5 separate regions of the Mus musculus genome follow, and all the other regions are linked to region 1. Evidence: chromatin contacts called from public Hi-C, HiChIP or PLAC-seq and promoter capture Hi-C data. All regions are on one chromosome and are shown on one strand. Each heading gives the region's core, a stretch centred on a gene start, on an enhancer-like site or on the middle of the called end of the contact. The rest is flanking DNA. Distances are from core to core; before and after follow the strand shown. Region 1 holds the start of Ahr (aryl-hydrocarbon receptor). Region 2 has its middle 100 kb from the start of Mir680-3. Region 3 has its middle 24 kb from the start of Gm40388. Region 4 has its middle 100 kb from the start of Gm26071. Region 5 has its middle 17 kb from the start of 9130015A21Rik.

Region 1 (2,530 bases), core at 15-2,514:
AGGTAATTATGAATGAATGCATCAATACAGACAACTCCTAAATGGAACCCTGTCTCAATCATGAATCTCTTTTCTGAGGGGGGAAAAAAAATCTCCCATCTCATACAAATAGCCCATGGAAATAAAGACCAAAGCCTGTAATCTCTGTCAGAATTGGCAAAAAAAAAAAAAAAAAAAAAAAAAAAAAAAAAAAAAAAGCAAGGGGAAATGAACTACAGGTAGAGAGTAGAAATAACTTAGAAGTCAGTCTAGTTCTTTTTCCTCTTCTTAATGATTTAAAATTTTACAGACCCAAAAGCACTCCAAAAGGAGGAAGAAAACTGCACCAAAGAGTGGCTAAGAATGCCACCAAGCTGCCAGGGCACCTGTCCACTGCACACTCCAACCTGCTATCAATTCTGCGCCTACACCGAGCCCTGCAGAACTGCTGCCTAGGAAGTAAATGAGAGAGCAAAACAGAAAGCTAGGCGCTAAGAACAGAAAGACATTCCTTCAAAGGCACAGGTCCCCTCCTTCAAGACAACACGTGTTTAGCTCTGCCCAACATCTCACCTCAGTGAGCTGTCTACTTATCCTCCGTGTCCCCTAAAGCTCACGGCAGCGGAGATCTAGAGTGGAGGATTTCCAGGCAAGCTTAACTAACTAAGCTAGAGCGGCACTAGGTAGGTCAGAGCTGTCAACGAACCAGCCAGGGAAGGTCGCTGAGCAGTAAAGGTGCAGGTGCCTGAAAGCAGGATTTTTTTTTTTTTAACGCATTGGTTGAGACTCAGCTCCTGGATGGCGGCACGCGTGGGGACCTCCCGCACCCTCGGAGCGCGCCTGCCCGCCGTCACTCACGTTTTCTGCACCGGCTTGCGCCGCTTGCGGCTGGCATAGGTGATGTTGGCGCCGCTGCTCATGGTGCCCGCGCCCTGCCCGCTCCACCTGCGTCCCGGAGGCGGCGCCCTGCCCGCGCTGCGCCCAGGTGAGCCGCCGCCGAGGGCGGGACGACCGCGACGCGCAGGTGCGGGCGACAGAGGAGACTCGGGCTGCCCGAGCTGGCCGCGGAGGAGAAACCCGCACGCTAGCCGCGCCCGGTCCCGAGGGTCAGGAGGGGCCGCAGTGCTCTAGGGCTTCCCGGCTCCCGCGCTGTGCCGCGGCGTCGCTCACAACCCTGCCTGGCAGCCACCCCCGAGTCCGTCCACCAGTTCGTCCTCCGGGTCGCTCCGGGCTGAGCCTCTCCGGGACACGCGTGGGGCACCGAGCGTCAAAGGGAGCGCACACACACGCTGCCGCCCGCCGCGAGCCCGCTCCTCCGCAGCCGCGACCCCGCGCAGCTCCGCCCCGGGCTCCAGCCCCGCCCCACCTGCTCGGCCCCGCCCCTCACGGTTCCCAGGAGGGCCCCACCCTCTTCGCAGCACGTGATGACGCAGGACGTAGTGACTCCCAACACTTCTTGCAGTCCGAGGTTCTGGGGGTGGGGTGGTGTTCGCCCAGTACCTGTTTTCCAGCCTCAAAAGGGGTGTGAGGCCACATTATGCCTAGGCAAATTCCTTGTAACCCAGACATCAAGATTTACCAGGCAAAGAGCTTAGCTCATCCTAGAGTTGAGTCATCTAATTTTTGACAAAGATTTTACATTGAGCTGGTAGATAAATAACTGCGACTGGAGAGCATTCTAAGGGGAAAACTTCAAAAATGCCCTGCAAAGTTAGTTGTCTTGAAGGCTACGAGTTTTATAATCCTTTTCCCTCCCACATTTATTTTATGTCTACAGAAGACAATAAAACATCGTTTCCTCCATCAGACTTCAGGAAGATGAGAAGGAAAGAAGCACAGGAGTGCTGAGAGCATGAGAAATTGGAGGGTAGGTACTGAGACTATGACCAGAGACCTGAGTTTCTGTTAGTAGTACGGTAGAGCTGATGGGAGGAAAAAGAAAAAAAAAAAAAAAGATAATCTAGGAACAAATCATAAAGATTTAATGAAGAAATTGGGTCTCATTCTGCAGACAACAGAGAGCTTTTAAAGGCGTAATTTGGAAGATGATGTTCCATCTTTCTTGGGAAAGTCACTGTGGGAAAAGGTGGAAATTCTGTTACTCAGGAACAAAACAGATGGAAGAGAGAATCGCTGGGAAATTGATGAAATCGACCAGCTGCAAGACCAATGGCACAGCCATGGGGATGAGAGAAAAGAGACAGCAGAGATGATAAAGGAAGAGGGAAGGTCGCTGTTAACCACCAAAGAATAGAGGCAGAGAAGTGAATTTTGGGAGTCAGGTAGGTGATGCTGGACATGAAGAGATAGAGATGAAGTCTGATGTGTTTTATAGATTTGAGAAAGAGATCAGAAGAGAGGATACACAACAGCAAGGAAAAGGATAGCGAGAAAACTAAGAACAACAAATGGTGCCCAGGCTGTGGAGGAAGAAGAACCCGCATCACTGTGGGTGGTTGTAAACTGGTCCAGCCACTGTGGAACTCTGTATAGAGTTTCTCAACAAATTAAAAACAGATCCACAAGATGACCTGCTATTCTCCTGCGCACA
Region 2 (2,530 bases), core at 15-2,514, 240 kb before region 1:
AAGATCTGTAGAAATGTAATCTGGCATATCTTCAGCATCTACTAGATTTTTTCCTGGATGATAAACAGCTCAGCTAGCTTGAATTAAACTGACAGTTTAATTCAGAGAAGTAGACAATGCTTCAATTAAAGACAGGGAGACAGTTAGCCTGAATGTCCACTTTCCCACATTTTCTACTTGATCAGTTTCTTGTCATTGAAAGAAGTGTGGCTGGTATGTCCATTTAGTACATTTAGTACATTTCCATGCAAAGAGCTCTGGTGGACAAAGCTGGTCATGCTGCTGTCATGTGACTGGGTAGGTGGCTGTAAGGATTCGAACAAAGAGTGGATGTTTACAGCTGGGTTTGGAGAATGTCCAACAAACAGTCTTTGTGTTCACATAGCTTTGTTATGTTTCCTTTCTTGGTTCCTTCCGAACAAGCCATATAAAAATGAAAGGACAAAGAATTGTATATGTATGTGTGTGTACATGTGTGTGTTTGTACACATGTCTATGCTACGTATGTGCCTACATGTGTATGTGTGGATGACAGAGGTTGGCATCAAAATGTCAAGCTCAGTTGTTCTCTACCTTATTGTCTGAGGCAGGGTCTCTTCACAGACTGGCTAGTCTGGCTGGCCAGCGAATCTTGAGACTTTTCCAGCTTCCCCTCCCTAGGCTAGGGTGGCAAGTGTCTCAGCACACCAAGCTGTTTCACCTGGCTGATGGAGATCTGTACAAGGTTTTTACTACCACGCTGTCTTCAGGCCCAAGACAAATTTTAAGATAAAATGTCTGGTAGGGTTGCTATTGATAGATTAACTGTAAAGGATGTTTTTAAGTATGTGGGAAGTGTGACCCATTTCTGAGAATATGCAGAAATATTTATCTGGTGGAGCATGGAGGTTTTTTGAAAATTTCACATTAAGTCACTTGAAAACTTTTTATTGTATTTTTTTCCAGTAATTCTCTTTGTTCCCTTTCTCCTTCCCTACCCCCTGTTTCCTTTTTCCTAATTTTTCCTTCCTTACTCCTTCCCTTTCCCACCTTTTCCCTTTTCATTAACTAATTAATTTATTCATTTTAATACTCTAATCATAGACCACTGCCCTCTTCCTGGTCCTCTCTCACAGCCCCTCCCCTCACCCCACTTATCCCCTTCTTTTTTTTCTTTTCCTTCTCCCCTCCTGCTTTAGAAATGATTTAACAAGGTGATGCATCTTTTCTTTGTGGTAAACAGCTCAGAGTATGTGGACAGAATACTTGGAAGGAAAGACACTAATGACATGGCATATTTGGGGCTTGCTGAACTTGTAAGCATGTTTGGCTTTCAGTGTGTGCCCGATCATTTTGCAATAGTCAAATGGCATTTTTGGCTTGGTTACTTTTTCAGTCTGAGTGCTTGTGGGTTTTTTTTTCCCCTAAGCTTTTTGTTGTTTTGTTTGTTCCTGTAGCTATGGCCAGAGTTACTCACCACTCAGTAGAATAACCTCCCCCATATTTTAAAGGAACCACAGCACTCCAAACCAATTAAGGAACAGAAAACCCAGTGAAGCACAACTGCTCCCAGGCTTGGCTCTGTTTATCTCTCATGACCTTGCTCTAATTTGCTCTAAGGGAACATAGCATACCCAAGTTAGCCTGACTTTCCCTCTCCCTACAACATGAAAGTATCATGCAGTGTCCCTAGTTAGAAAAAAAAAGTCTCATTGTCCAGTAATATAAAGAAAAATTAGGCTGGGCAGTGGTGGCACATGCCTTTAATCCCGGCACTTGGGAGGCAGAGGCAGGAGGATTTCTGAGTTTGAGGCCAGCCTGGTCTACAGAATGAGTTCCAGGACAAAGAAACCCTGTCTCAAAAAACCAAAAATACCAAACCAAACCAAAATAAAACAAAATCAAAAAATCAAAAAGAAAAAAAAAGAAAAATTAGAAGGTTGAAAGTAATACAGAAATGCTTATTGCTTGATTTTGTCTCTCCTGGCACATGGTGGGGGGACATCCTTTGTGTTCATCACTATATTAAATGCTTTATCATATGGCCAGCTAACATAATAATGAAATAAACCATTACTCTTACTGATCCTTCTTAGCTTTAGTTTTATTCTTTTATGTTTATAACTATCTAAACAGTCCTATAACCTCTAAGAAAATAGAAGCAGTCATTAAAAGGCTGAAAAAAACAACAAAACAAAACAAAACAACAAAAAACCCAGGGCCAGATGATTTTAGGGTTTTAGTGTAGAAGTCTATCAGACCTTCAAAGAAGACCTAATACCAATACACCTCAAACTATTCCACAAAATAGAAACAGAAGGAACACTAACTAATTATTTTTATGAAGCCACTGTTATTCTGATATCTAAACCCAACAAAGAAAGAGAACTTCAGAACAATTTCAGTTATGAACATCAATGAAATAATACTCAAAAGATTTCTCACAAACTGAATCACAGAACACATCAAAATGATCACTTACCATGATCAAGGAGGCTTCATCCGAGGGATACAGGCTAGTTCAATATACAGAAATCCATCAATGTAATCC
Region 3 (2,530 bases), core at 24-2,523, 240 kb after region 1:
ATAAACATAGCACCCAGTTGAATTATGGGGCCATCTACCCATCTCAAAATTTTTAACCCAGTATTGTTCCTGTCTAAAGGAAATTCAGAGACAAAAATGGAGCAGAGACTGAAGGAAAGGACATCTACAGACTGCCCCACCATCCCCAGACAACAAACCCCAACAATATTGCTGATGCCATGATGTGCTTGCAGACAGGTGTCCTCTGAGAGGCTCTGCCAGCGTATGACTAAGACAGATGCAGATATGCACAGCCAGCCATTGGACTGAGCCTGGGAATCCCAGTGGAAGAGTTACAGGAAGGACTGAAGGAGCTGGAGGGGATTGCAACCCCATAGAAAGAACAACAAAATCAACCCCGCCCCCGGTTCCCTCAGGGCTCCCAGGGACTAAACCATGAACCAAAGAGTATACATGAGTTGGTTCATGATTCCTGCTAACATACGTAGTAGAGGACTGCCTTTTCTGGCATCAATGGGGAGGGGGCGGGGAGGTGCTTAGTCCTGTGGAAGCTTGACGCCCCAGAGAAGGGGGGCGCTAGAGGGGTGAGGCATGAGTAGATGGGTGTGTGTGGAAGCACCCTTTTAGAGGCAAAGGGGAGGGCATGAGGTGGGAGATTCGTGGAGGGGAGACCAGGAAGGGGGACAACATTTGAAATGTAAACAAATAAAATAATTATTAAAGAGATCTGATTTTTCCTTCGTGATCTGGCAGAGCACTAACTGTGTGGGTGGGAGATAAACTGGTGATTTCTAATTCCCTCCCACTCAAAGCCCCAGAGTATTTCCAGTCTTATTATTCTATGATGCATACGTCTCACTCAAGATGTACCAACTACTACAGGAGAGAAAGCAAGGAGAAAGAAAGCTGTTTGCAGAAGCTTGGCTGTACTTTAGGGTCTCATCTGTATGGAGATTACTATAATACCAAGGCAACTCTGTTTTGACAAAGCCCAGACTAACCTTGGTGTTCAAATGACAACTGCCAATACGGTCTGCGGCCACATCAAAACAGACACCAAAGTGCACATCGAGAAAGCCTGAGGATCCACACCCACTCACTGATAACATCACCTTGCCTTATGTCTGCAGGGCAGAAGCATTTGGCTAACCAGGAAGAACAGTGCAGAACTGAGCCTTATGATCAAAGCAAGCTGCAATTCCCCGAAGGAATCAGAATATTTATCAATATGCATGTTTTTAGAATGAGGACATCCTGGGATCATGTATTTATAACCCCAAGATACTGCTGACTGGCACCCTAGCCTAGGCCACACCCTCTGAGCTCCACAAGAATGCAGGGAAATAAGTCAGGCGTTGCCAGCTCAGTTGTTTATGCCTTTAAGGTTGAAAACCTTGAAATTCCTCAGATTTCTTCCAAATCAAGAAAGATATTTAGATCTCTAAACCTTTTCAGTTCACTTTAATGTTTGGAATGTCTCAGTGCCCATCCAGGTTTTCAATTAAGACCATGCACTGAGGAATTCTTTGGCATCTGTCACTAAGGGACTAAAGTGAAAACTGATAAAATATACTTTATAAAAAATAGAGCACATTTTAATTAACTTCCAGTGAGATATTAAAGACAGCCTAAACCACAAAACATCAGTTTCTAAAACATCACTCATTTTTTTTTTATTTTTGCCAGACACGGTTAACTCCACTGGCACTAAATGTAGATTTTAAGCATATTGCTGTTTTGCAAAAGGGATGGGTTCATAAACAGGAAGAAAGAAGACTGTGAAAAAAAAGAAATGACTCTCAGAAGGCACAAGGCAGTGTGACTTAGAAGCTCATAATTGCTTTAAATTAACTGATCACAACTAAAATAGAAACATGCTACACTATGGAGTATCTTAAAAATCTAGGTCAAGGCCATACTCTGTTTCCATAAATAGTCAGTGGAGATCCAGTGGCTATTTCAAGGAGGGCAATTAGTCTGTAACACTTCTGTCTCTGCTTCAGCGATGTCTTCGTCTTTACCCTTGCACAATATGTCAATGTACCAACAACTAAGAACCCAACACTACAAATGACTCTCCTGGTGTTGGGAGAAAAATCTGCCTTCATGTTATCATTCATTCCATTAATTTTTCCTTAGATTTTTATTTAATTTCAATATCAATATTGTTTAGACATTAATATACTAAATTCTTTCCATGCTATAAAAGAGGAGATTGTACAATGAAGATATTTTGCTTATGCTGAAATCTCGCCCAGGAAATGTCTTACTCATGTGACAAAGCAATTCTTCACATAAAAAAGTGGCTCAATGAAATGAGAAAGAGCCATAGTGGGTAAATTTAATGCTTATATATAGCAAATTGGCAAAAAAAAATGAGATTTACAAAAGTTTTGGCAGAAGAAAATTGACTTAATCTGCACACTACCTCAGTTTCTTTTCTTTTTCTTTTTTAAGATCTCAGCCTTCTAATACACTTTTATGTTTATCACTTTATGATTTTTAAAAAAAAATATTGGTCATTTTGTTTATTTACATTTCAAATGTTATTCCCCTTAAGCCCCCTATC
Region 4 (2,530 bases), core at 22-2,521, 200 kb before region 1:
TTCAATAGTCTGTGGTCTGATGTCCTCCATTCCCTGACTCCTATAGTCTTGTGGATTGGGTCTTAAGCTACATTAGTCATTGTTTGCTCACTCTCACAAGCTCTTGCCCACCAACTTGCTCCAGCACATCTTGTAGGCAGGATGGACTGTAGGTCAAAGGCTTGCCTGCACTATTGGTATTCTGTTCAGAAAGTCATCTCCTGTGCCAGTGATTTCAAGACTGTTCCCCACTTTCTCTTCTATCAGGTTCAATGAGTCTGGTTTTATGTTGAGGTCTTTGATCCACTTGAACTTGAGTTATGTGCAGGTGATAAATATGAATCCATTTGCATTCTTCTATATACAGACTTTAGTTTGACCAACATCTTTTGTGAAGGATGCTTTTTTTTCCATTGTGTATTTCTGGCTTCTTTATATAAATTCAGGTATCCATATGTGTGTGGATATATGTCTGGATTTTCAGTTTGATTACATTGATTAATGTACATGTTTTTATGCCAATACCATGTGGGCGTTATTACTATAGCTTTGTAATACAACTTGAAATCAAGGATGGTGGTGATATCTTCAGCAGTTCTTTCATTGTTCAGGATTGTTTAGAAATCCTTGGTTTTTTGTTTATCTATATGAAGTTGAGGCTTGTACTTTCAAGGCCTGCAAAGAATTTTTCCTTTGTAAGTGTACCATGTGTGTGCAGGTGCCCACAGAGAGTATTGAACCCCATGGAGTGAAGTACCTGATGTGAGTAATGGAACTTGGGTCTTCTAGAGGAGCAGCAGGTCATCTAAATCTTTGCTGAGTCTTCTCTCCATCTCTTCCACTGTGCTTTATAGGGGATACATTGGGTATTCTCATTATACCATTTCTATTGGATTTCCTTTACTTTTCAAGTCTTAATATTCTTGCTGAATCAGTTGATGACTTCTGAACCCAATATTGTTAATTTCCTCATCTGTTTTGCTGACTCTTTCCTGTGTGTGTCTGGCTTCTCACTCAGCATCCTAGATTGGATCCATCTCCTTTGAAAATCCTCATTTATATAATTGATTATTTATATAAAACTTTAGGAATTTTTGTATGGATCCCTACCTATTTCATTATCTTTGGATTCAGTCCTTTCAGAGAGTCATGATGCTGCATTCTTCATCTTTCTTGCATGGCTCTTGAGATTTGTGGTTTGGTTGTTTCCCCTTTTCTCAGAAAGGGGATGGTTATTGAGTGACTTAGTTATGACGTTTCCATATCCATGACCACTAAATAAGGAAGAGATAAGCTGATGCTGTGTAGAAAGCAACAGCCTATGCATGATAAAGAAACACAACTAGAATGAACTATAGTGCATCAGTTGTCAGCTCTCTGCTGGCAGGTCCAGGCAAGAGGAGAGAACCCTGGTCCAGCCAAGTTTCTCCAGGTCTGAGCAGGATGGTGAGTGTCCATGGTTCAAAACAAACATACCCAGGCTGGGAGTCTTGTCAAAGCAGGAACTCGCTTGAATGTGGCAGGTCAAGGAGGTGGTGATAGAAGTATGGGCTGAGATGACATATGGGGTGGAGTGAGATGACGAAGGGTGTGGGGTGATCTCACAGGACCTATAAGAGAATGATACATCAGCAGTAGCTAGGCAGAGGCAATCTCAAAATTCAGGTTGGTAGGTTGTGCTGAGTCATTCTCAAAAATGAAGCCAGGCTTGGGTTTGTCCTCAAGGCCCAAACGAAGGCCAAATAGGGCCTAACAATCAGTGTATCACTAACTACTGTGGAAACAGAATGCAGAAAACTACTCTAGAGGAGGCTCAGAAGTTAAACACTATTTAAGGTAACTGTAGAAGTAGTAAGTGCACAAAATGAAGGAGCCAGGAAAGAGGAGTAAAAGGGCTAAATAAATGAACAGGGAATCAGAGGGAAAAGCAAAGCTGTAGAGGGGAAGGGAAAATTGAAGATTAGAAAAAAGTAAGAAAGGAAAGGCCAACTAAGATGAGCAAGAAGGTGGTGGAGAGATGAGAGAGAAAGAGAAGTGGGATGCTTCATGCACTGTGAAGAGAGGAGGACCTGGAGACACTACAGCAACACACCACAGAGGAACAGGCTGATGTGATAGGCTTATGCTGCCACCTGAGGCCATTGGTGATAGCTCTTCCATGCTGTCGCCAAGGGCTATGTCTGAGTCTATGGCCCTATTACAGCAGATGTCTATGTTGATGTCCACAGCCCATGTTACCACCACAAGCCATGGAGACATCCCGGGCTGGGTTGGCTATATTGATATCTGACAACTATGCTGAGCTGGTCCTGCCCCCTCACCAGACATGATAGTAAGGAGAGCTGGCTGGTCAGCTGGGCAGCAAGGGAAAGCTGACCCTAGTTCATGGGTGAGGATAGCTGGGAGGATGACAAACTCAGCTACCACCCAGGTCCAGATGCAGGGCTTTGAGCTGGCCTACTCCAGCATCTACACCACCCATGGGCTGTTGGAACTCGTAAAGGGACTGGTTCTGTAGATCGAAAGCTGCAAGACCAACATGTCACAGGGC
Region 5 (2,530 bases), core at 22-2,521, 180 kb after region 1:
ATGCTTTTATAACTCAATAACTCTCCCATAAAATTAGCGGTTACAGATGTGGTTATAGTCACCCAGATAAACGCCTTTCTACACACCTGTACCACATGAGACTACTAACTCTCCAGAAGTGAAAAGAACAGAAACCAGTCCTCACAATGCAAATGAATAGCAGTTTGTCTTAATTTGAGATTTCTGGGTTACTGGAGCATGTTTTTCCAGGAATAAAACTCTATAACATATAAAATCAAGGACTCCTGGATAATGTTTTAAAATGGACGTCAATAAAGACTGTTGGATTTTGTTTGTCTGCCAAGAAGACAGTGTGACACAGTGGAAAGAGAGTTAAACATGGGTTCTGAAGTCCTGACTGCTTGGTCTGTGTCAGGCAGGTACTTTCCATGTACTTACACACACTAGCTGGGCTCTTTTACACACAACAGGCTCATGGAAATAGTGTTCTTTCTTTGTAGAATTATTGTAAAGTCAATGCAATCAGCCACGTTGTGATTCCTAGTTGAATTCTATTGTCTCCCAGCTTGAGTCTGAGGATGCATTACACGTTTAGGGACACATCCGGACAGACCCGCTGGAAGCGTGCTGGCAAAGGTACTGGGACGTCCACAGTGTTCTCTTTGAAATAGAAAGCAGCTTGGAAAGCTGAAGTAGCCATCACTCCATGGCTCCTGGAGGGATGAGAGAAGCTGCCATCTCTCCCTGGAAGTTGTCTGCTAGGTTCCATCATCTGGAACATGTGTGCAAAGTATCACGACAGAAAGTGGAGCACTGCTTTTCTGATGGTCCTCAAACTTGTGTTTCACACGGGCAATGTTAGTACATGAAGACTTCACTCCTCCTGTTGTTGCGAAAGTTGAATGACTCCTGTGGACATCAAGGGACCCAGCAGGTTCTGGGTAGGAAGTTGACATATTAGCATGCTGTGGGCATTCTGGGGAGTAGGGATTCCAGAGTAGTCAGCAGGAACTGAAAGATACCGGATCTTATGTGACTGAAAGTGGGAAGACCACGTTGATCATTGCCATTGCGTGATGACACCTGTGTCTGTGTGCCGGTGATGCATAGAAAACACAAAAGCACTTGCCTATGTCATATGACCAGTCAATTTACGTTTACTCAAGAAAGTCATTTTTTTACTCTTGAGAACTAAAAACTTCTGTGAAATAGGATGTGAAATTCAAATGATGTTGCCACATGGGCCCTTTTTCCTTTTCTCAAACATAAAAAGGGATGTGAAAAACTTCTCTGAAACACATGCTCAACATACCATGAGGGTTTTTTAAAACAGTAGAAATACTTCCTCTCCTCACTGAGTCTCTGAGCCTGACACAGGCCTGCCATGATATATAAGTGCAATATTAACTTTTAAAATTGACGCACAGGCATGTCTCCAAGACTCTTAGAGGCAGATTTGAAAAATAATTTCCAACTGTTTCTTTCTGGTTTTGTTTTCTTCTTCTGTGACAGTGTAGTATGAGTCCCTTGAGTTCAACCATCCCTGCTCCTCCCACTTACCTAGTTATGAGACTGCACTGTTTTACTTATCTGTAACATGTTACAGGATGAAGTTAGATAACCTGTAAGTAAGTGCCACCAAGCAAAACACCTCTGGCATTATCAGGAGATTGATAGCTTTCCAGCCTCTGGGTCCCATGCCTCAACACCTTTCAAATACACCTTTCTATTCCCGGTATCCAAAGTCAGGATGGCAAGCCAATTAAGGAACCCCTTTTTGGTCTTCCCTCTGCTCTAGCAAGTTATTCTAGGGCCTGTTTTCTTGCCTATAAAAGGGGGGTTATGGTACCTCTTAAAGTTATTTTCATGGAAGTTAAATGGTTTAAGTACAAGAATGCTCAAAAGAGTAACTGCTTTGCACTGAAAGTGTAAGCACTTAATCACGATTCTCTACGTGGGAACGTCTTCTCAGTCCTGGATCTGCAGGACACAGGAACAGTACCTGGGACACGTAAGTACAAAGCAAATATTTGTAAGGAATGATTAAGTGCAGAAGCATGCTGTTTCCCTTTGCTTGACCTAAATGATCCCTTTAGAGACTGTGGGACCTGTGTGGGTGTACACAGGACAAGTGTTTAGAAACTACTCTCAATGGAAATCAAGAAACTTCCCCTGGCTTCTCGTAACCCACACTGTATTTTCCATGACCCATTATCACATGCTTTCACAGTGAATATAACCTGCCCCATCTTGTACCAGGTACAGATCTTAACTAGATTCTTGAACGCTTGTGTGCATGCCAGCACGCCTCTGTGCTGCCTCTGTCCAGGCTGCTGGGAGTGTAGTGTCACTCCTATAGCCCTGCATCAGGATGCAACAAATAGGTCTCTGGAGTGCCTCATTTTCCACAGATCTTGTGAGTAGATAACTGTATCAGAATGATTTGTCTTTTATAGACACCGTTCAATATTTTCCTTTCCCCTAACAATATTTTAAGTGGCAGAGTTAAGTTAAGTGCTACTAGAGTGTGATACATGTCCTGATGACACTCTTGGTGACCTGGAAGTCA

What was found. Promoter capture Hi-C pulls out the DNA fragments that hold promoters and counts their contacts. Hi-C and Micro-C count contacts between places; a contact is called where the count stands out from the background. HiChIP or PLAC-seq counts read pairs in DNA pulled down with a chosen protein or histone mark.
Region 2: a contact with region 1 is called in a promoter capture Hi-C map of liver, with 5 times the contacts expected there. The contact joins the enhancer-like site here to the promoter of Ahr in region 1. A contact is called at or near these places in 6 of 39 promoter capture datasets (the 3T3-L1 cell line, hippocampal neurons, liver and 2 more), 2 of 15 datasets of contacts at CTCF or cohesin (the NIH/3T3 cell line and pro-B cells), 28 of 484 Hi-C or Micro-C datasets (the 3T3-L1 cell line, 3T3-L1-derived adipocytes, the 63-12 cell line and 20 more), 7 of 115 datasets of contacts at active chromatin or transcription factors (the 230-238 cell line, bone marrow-derived dendritic cells, a colorectal cancer cell line and 4 more) and 4 of 9 other capture datasets (adipose tissue, bone marrow-derived macrophages, liver and 1 more).
Region 3: a Hi-C map of the MNK3 cell line shows a contact between it and region 1, with 3 times the contacts expected there. The contact joins the enhancer-like site here to the promoter of Ahr in region 1. A contact is called at or near these places in 3 of 39 promoter capture datasets (the 3T3-L1 cell line, hippocampal neurons and pre-B cells), 1 of 15 datasets of contacts at CTCF or cohesin (the NIH/3T3 cell line), 3 of 484 Hi-C or Micro-C datasets (the MNK3 cell line, Sertoli cells and cerebral cortex), 3 of 115 datasets of contacts at active chromatin or transcription factors (embryonic stem cells and memory CD8 T cells) and 3 of 9 other capture datasets (adipose tissue, liver and macrophages).
Region 4: an H3K4me3 HiChIP or PLAC-seq map of the 230-238 cell line shows a contact between it and region 1, with 2.9 times the contacts expected there. The contact joins the enhancer-like site here to the promoter of Ahr in region 1. A contact is called at or near these places in 3 of 39 promoter capture datasets (the 3T3-L1 cell line, embryonic stem cells and macrophages), 1 of 484 Hi-C or Micro-C datasets (olfactory sensory neurons), 1 of 115 datasets of contacts at active chromatin or transcription factors (the 230-238 cell line) and 1 of 9 other capture datasets (adipose tissue).
Region 5: a contact with region 1 is called in a Hi-C map of B cells, with 4 times the contacts expected there. The contact joins the enhancer-like site here to the promoter of Ahr in region 1. A contact is called at or near these places in 8 of 39 promoter capture datasets (the 3T3-L1 cell line, the HPC-7 cell line, embryonic stem cells and 3 more), 2 of 15 datasets of contacts at CTCF or cohesin (large pre-B cells and pro-B cells), 8 of 484 Hi-C or Micro-C datasets (B cells, double positive thymocytes, macrophages and 2 more), 5 of 115 datasets of contacts at active chromatin or transcription factors (the 230-238 cell line, bone marrow-derived macrophages, effector CD8 T cells and 2 more) and 4 of 9 other capture datasets (adipose tissue, liver, macrophages and 1 more).

The regions. Positions count from the first base shown.
Region 1 is chr12:35,533,725-35,536,254 of GRCm38.p6, forward strand. It overlaps Ahr (aryl-hydrocarbon receptor), which reads right to left and starts at 1,265. Exons shown (of 11, transcript NM_013464.4): 1 at 838-1,265. The coding sequence starts at 899.
Region 2 is chr12:35,293,482-35,296,011 of GRCm38.p6, forward strand. No RefSeq gene overlaps it. Among named protein-coding and RNA genes, the nearest start is that of Mir680-3, 100 kb to the left of the region's middle. Within about 2 kb of position 1,265, at least 87 of the 459 cell types and tissues checked have an H3K27ac peak or open chromatin away from gene starts, as enhancers often do. A contact at or near this core is called in the 230-238 cell line, the 63-12 cell line, the C3H10T1/2 cell line and 12 more, where this site is marked.
Region 3 is chr12:35,769,553-35,772,082 of GRCm38.p6, forward strand. No RefSeq gene overlaps it. Among named protein-coding and RNA genes, the nearest start is that of Gm40388, 24 kb to the left of the region's middle. Within about 2 kb of position 1,274, at least 41 of the 459 cell types and tissues checked have an H3K27ac peak or open chromatin away from gene starts, as enhancers often do. A contact at or near this core is called in the MNK3 cell line, Sertoli cells and adipose tissue, where this site is marked.
Region 4 is chr12:35,337,165-35,339,694 of GRCm38.p6, forward strand. No RefSeq gene overlaps it. Among named protein-coding and RNA genes, the nearest start is that of Gm26071, 100 kb to the right of the region's middle. Within about 2 kb of position 1,272, at least 32 of the 459 cell types and tissues checked have an H3K27ac peak or open chromatin away from gene starts, as enhancers often do. A contact at or near this core is called in the 230-238 cell line, where this site is marked.
Region 5 is chr12:35,710,725-35,713,254 of GRCm38.p6, forward strand. No RefSeq gene overlaps it. Among named protein-coding and RNA genes, the nearest start is that of 9130015A21Rik, 17 kb to the left of the region's middle. Within about 2 kb of position 1,272, at least 78 of the 459 cell types and tissues checked have an H3K27ac peak or open chromatin away from gene starts, as enhancers often do. A contact at or near this core is called in the 230-238 cell line, B cells, bone marrow-derived macrophages and 2 more, where this site is marked.